Regions from separate parts of the Sus scrofa genome. Here region 2 is linked to region 1. The links are chromatin contacts, called in public Hi-C maps. All regions are on one chromosome and are shown on one strand. The core of a region is the stretch at or near the end of the contact, and the rest is flanking DNA. Distances in the headings are between cores, read along the strand shown.

Region 1 (2,726 bases), core at 179-2,678:
GTCTGTGTCTGTGCAGCATTTCGGAATGAAAACAACCATGGAATAAGCTTCAGAAAAGATGGGCTCTTATCTTGATCTGCCACATAGGAGCTGGGTGACTTTGAGAAAACCGTATCACCACTCTGTTTTCTCACCTGTTCTAGTTCCAAGAGCAATACCTAGTACATAATAACCACTCACTAAATATTTATTAAATGAGTGATTGTTATTTGGAGGTAATGCCGCTTCCTTTTCAGGAGATGAGAAAATATATGCCAAACTCCTCTCTTACTGTCTCAGTGATCGGCATACAACAGAAGCCCAGTAATTCTTAGCCCGTCCCCTCCCCAACTTCAGCTTTTTCCCCTTGGCGGAAGGAGGCTGATGAATGACATGATGCGTTAGGTCAAATGTCCCCTGCAGCCCCATTTCTTGGGCTGAGTCGTCCTGCTGCCATGTTCTTGAGCCAATTTCCAGGGCTTCTGAGTTCCCATGATGTTACATATTAGCCAGGCCTCTTCTTCCTGCTCTCAGTCAAATGCTGACAGTAATTCATTTGCAAGAATTAAATGCAAGATTGAATTTTAACAACTCAGAAATTTGAGGTCAACTGTGCTTTCGGCGACCTTTAGGGGCAGGAAGCCCGGTGAGTGAGCTGGTATCCCGACTTTTCATCGGGTGATACTCTTATGGGTCACAATCCTGCAAGATAGGAATTATTATCCTCTTCATGCATTAAAAGGGACAAAAGGTTCTGAGAGGTTGACTGGCCCAAGGTCACACCATCACCCCAGGGCCCCAGCACTGCCTCCAAGCCCAACCAGTGATGTTCAGAAGTTTCAGGCAGGCAAAAATCTCCTCACTCAGGAAGACAGGAATGAGGTCGCTTATGCTCTGAACCCACACCTCAAACTCTCTGACCAGTCAGCCCCGGTTGAGGATTGGCAGATGGAGCCAGGGCCATGTGGCAAATCAGAAAACTAGTCAGGTGGGACTGGAACGGTGCCTCTGAGGTATTTCACAAACACGGGAACAAACACATTTGGTGTCGCAATCCTGGCCACCCGGAGCTGCCGCGCTGGCTGTTTTTTGAGAACGGATGGTGGATGAGGCCTTCGAGGGCTGACGGGGCCCAGAGGCCCGGGTGCGCGCCATCTTGGAAGCAGAACCAGCCCTCAGGCGACAAGGCTCAGGCCCCTCAGTCCGCGGTTAGCCTCACTCTAGACCCCTTGGCCAGGCGGCCCAGAAGTCACCTGTACTTACCACTTCCCCCACTATTGCCTCTGACAGACCCTGTGAGCTGAGGTAACCAGGCTTCGGACTGGACCCCAACCCTACCTTTTCCACCTCCTTTCCCAGGAAGCAGACTAGCCCCTGCTAGACTCTCAAAGAGCTATTCATCCCATATCCTAAAAACAAAAGTTACCTAGGGCCAACTCTCTCTCAGCATGTCACCACGCCCTCTGGGATGATTCGTGGAACTGGTATGAACGGCTCCATAAACTCAGAGCACAGATATGGCCACACTCCACTGAATTTTCCAATTAGTCTCTTAAGCGCACATCAACATTACAAGCAGAAAGTCCAGCATCTCCCTCAGGAGGTCTCCTCCCTGCCCAATGAATTGTCCCAAAGCCTCGGACACAGGCCCAGTGAAAACAGAAATGAGGGCTCCCGTTCACCGGTCACAGAGGAGCTGGAGTCCCTTCAGGTTACAGCCACCACGAATTCTTACCACCACATCGTGTCACTGTTGAAATCATGCCTATGTGAGTTCTTGGATCTGGACAAATGTCAAAACCAAGTCCGCGACCTGCAGTTGGGGGCCCCATGGAGAACTCCCACAGTACAATTCTCCTAATTCATTTTTCTCACACTCGGCTATTTCCCAGGTTATAAGAAGACAGCCGCGGAGTTCCCGTCATGGCTCAGTGGTTAACGAATCCGACTAGGAACCATGGGGTTGCGGGTTCGATCCCTGGCCTTGCTCAGTGGTTAAGGATCTAGCACTGCCATGAGCTGTGGTGTAGGTTGCAGATGCGGCTTGGATCCCAAGTGTCTGTGGCTGTGGCGTAGGCCAGTGGCTACAGCTCCCATTAGACCCCTAGCCTGGGAACCTCCATATGCCGCGGGTGTGGCCCTAGAAAAGGCAAAAAGACAAAAAAAAAAAAAAAAAAAAAAGAGACAGCAGGAAAACTAAATCAGGACTGATTCTGTTTTCCATCCTCTCAAATCCCTTTCTCCCTGCCTCGTGAGCACTGCAGGAAAGACCTTCCCTCTTTGAAATTTCCAAAAAGGGAAACATCTTATCCTCCTCTCAAGAGCGTGAGTGCTGCTTGCTGTGTACCTGCCTGCTCAGGGCAGCTGGCCTTGCAGCCTTTCTTCTCTTGTGTGTCCCCTGATGGATCTGGCAACTTCCCTGCTAAAGGAGAGAATGAGATTGTGCCCAAGTTAAATTTCCAGCAGGGCCCCTCCTGTTAGGATACCTGCAACATGTGCAGTGAATCTCGGGGCCACAGAACTGTCCCCAGACATAGCCAGAGGACAGTCACTCTGTTTGGGAAGGGCCTAGGGTCTACCGGGCTTTTGGATACATACGATCCTGGTCAATCCTTACAACACCGAGAGGGATGCAGTTTCGAGCTACATTTTCTGGGGCCAGGGGTGGCGGGGTTGGGGGCGGGGATGAGGCCCAGAGCTACTTGGCTGTAAGATGCTTGCGCTCTCCCTCCCACTCTGGAGAAGGC
Region 2 (2,909 bases), core at 356-2,855, 280 kb after region 1:
AGATGCTCAGCAAACAGTACATCCCTTCCTCTTTTTCTGAAGTGATTGGACATGGATACAGAGGTCATTGTGTAGGTCTAGACAAAAGGAATGCAAAATTTGAGAAGTTGCAGGGTAAACATCCAGCATGGGTGGGCTTGGCAGCAAAAGAGAAAACACACACGACTAGAGTTCAGGACATCACGGAGAAAGATGAGGTGAGATGAGGACAAGTCACTGGGTTGGCTGGCTGGCTGGCTGCGGGCACAGTCTTGTACGCTGGGTACCACAGGAAGATACAGGGAGGCACAGGAGTGGTTTACCTCTGGGGGTGTTCACAGCCCCCTGAGGAAGATTGTTTTTAACCCAAAGTTATAATATACAATGTTAAATATGCCTAAGAATTAGGTACAAATGACACAGGAGAGTCAGGGAACAGGGGACAGGGTAGGAGAGAAACTGGGGAAAGTTTCATGGCAACTGCAACGAGAGTTGAATCAAAGGACGTCACATTTTTCCTAAATGGTATGAAAGACACTATTCTCTGAAGCATATGTGAAAACGAAGAGAGGAGTGAAGAGTCCTTTCCAGCTTAGCCATCAAAATCATACAGGATAAAAGCAAAAATAGGGAAAAGGGGGAAAAAGAAATGGATCAGGTGCTGAAGCCACCTGGGATAACTTATTCTATTATTATCTTCATTCTCTTCGGATTGGCCAGAAAAATGTCAAGACCAATCAAGCACAAATAGATTCCTATCATTAGAAGTCTAACCCTAGTTAGTGAAACTGAAGATTCATTTATCCTATAGAAATCAGTCTAGTCATGCAAATAAACATGACCAGAACTGGCAATGTTCTGGCCCCCAAAACATTTGCCCAGTGGAAAACTGGTAGCTGATATCCAGTCAATTGGGAGAGGAACTTGCCTCACAATTCAGAAAGCAACTAGTTTTTATTTTATTCTTTTTTGTGTGTCTTTTTAGGGCCACACCTGTGGCATATGGAAGTTCCCAGACTATGGGTCGAATCTGAGCTACAGCTGCCAGCCTACGCCACGGCCACAGCAATGCCAGATCTGAGCGGCACCTGGGACCTACACCACAGCTCACGGCAACGTGGGATCCTTAACTCACTGATCGAGGCCAGGGATCAAACCCTCGTCCTCATGGATCCTAGTTGGGTTCATGACCACTGAGCCACAATGGGAACACTAGCAACTAGTTTTTAAAACCTAGTCGTGTCTTTAAAAAAGTAGGTGAACTAAAAATAAAATCACTACATTGACAGGAATTAAAATGAAATCAGTACTAGGAACTTTCACTGAATGTTTAAAAACCCTGTTGTGCTACTTGATCTTGGAACCGCCTCAGTTTTAGTAAATGAGTTAAAACATTTTTTGGTTTCATTTTCATTATTTGTCTGTTGTGAAATCTTGAATGCTTGAAGTTTTCCACTGCGCTCAGGTTCCTCCACCTATCAAACCGTAGGGGTTAGGCTTCACCTGGATGCTGGGGGCGAACAGGGAGGAGTCATGGGGTCGGGAAACCTTCCTTGAACCCAGGTGCAGAGGCCCCTTCTCAAGAGCTCTGCAAGTCCCTGGAGAGTGACATCACCACGTCGGTGAATCACCGGCAGTCCCATCCATCTTGCAAAAGGAGAGGAACTTGAATGCAGCATGAGTTATGCTGAACAGGGCAGAAGAGGCACCTGGGGCGGTTGGGGGGGTGAGGTGTGGGGGAGGGCTTGAGAAAACTGGGCACCTACCAGCTCCAGGTGCCATCAGAGCACCAGCAGGTTCTCAAGAAATGACCACATTCAAGAGATCTCAAATTCTCACACATAATACAGCAACCCAATTCCACAGGTATAGAAACTACGTCATGGAAGGGCACCAGCTGACTCCAATCCACCAATGGAGCCAGAAACAGGGCTAGAATTAAGAAACGAGCCTCCAACTTTTCTGCCCACTTCCTAGCCCACTCCAGTGACCTGAAAGGCACACTTCAGAGGACAGTGATGAATCACAATCATACTGCGGTAGGAAGAATTAGATAACAACCAGTTGCAACTTCAAATATGTTCACAAACTGTAGGCTGGAAAGGTAGTTTTAAAACCCACTTTTCAATTCTTTTGAACTAAAACCAAATTTAGGACGCTACAGAAAGGCAGTTCAAACAAAAGCTAATTTTGTTTAATGAACTAACCAGGAAGGCATTGTGAAAGTCTTGTGCAACTAAATGCTTAGCTAATTACTGTGAGATCAAATAACTGTTACCATAGTTACCGCACACTGTTTTCCATAATAACTTTTATCACTTCAATAAATCTTTGTGACGCAACAAATATAAAAAGTTTACTGTAACATGACTATAATGTTTTGGAAGGCACACACTGATGACTGACCTCTTGAAATTACCTGCCCATATTTGTCAGTGAACAAGGGCTGATAGTGTGTCTAGTTGACTCCAATATCAAAATGTTTCACTGGCTTCTTGTAAGAGGCTGTAATTCCTCAAAAGTTGAATTTACCTGGTCCAGTCATTCAACGGAAAAATCAAAAGGCCCTTAGAGCATTACATCTTGTCTCTGAATGAGCTTAAAAATAACAGCAACCATTTATGAAGCCCTAATTGTGGGGTTCCATGCCAGGCAGCTGACATACATCATTATCTAATCCTTCCTACACTGCTGCTGGAAAGAACCTGGTGTGGTGTCATCCAGCTTCCTCTTGGGAGAGATTTCAACCCAGGTCTACTGAGCTCCAAAGCCAGTTTTCTTTCCACTATACCACACAGCTTTATATGTACACAAAAAAACCCAAAAAACAAAAAAAACAAAAAAACCATTTCTATAATTATTTTCTTGCTGCTATGTGTAGTGTTAAAGCTCCAGTGAACTGCCACAGAAGACTCCCTGATACAAGGCCT

Evidence for each region. Hi-C and Micro-C count contacts between places; a contact is called where the count stands out from the background.
Region 2: a contact with region 1 is called in a Hi-C map of liver, with 10 times the contacts expected there. A contact is called at or near these places in 1 of 47 Hi-C or Micro-C datasets (liver) and 1 of 2 datasets of targeted methods (alveolar macrophages).

Annotation. Positions count from the first base shown.
Region 1 is chr4:14,165,308-14,168,033 of Sscrofa11.1, forward strand. No RefSeq gene overlaps it. Among named protein-coding and RNA genes, the nearest start is that of TRIB1, 130 kb to the right of the region's middle.
Region 2 is chr4:14,440,341-14,443,249 of Sscrofa11.1, forward strand. All of the region lies in intron 4 of NSMCE2 (E3 SUMO-protein ligase NSE2), which reads right to left. Among named protein-coding and RNA genes, the nearest start is that of TRIB1, 140 kb to the left of the region's middle.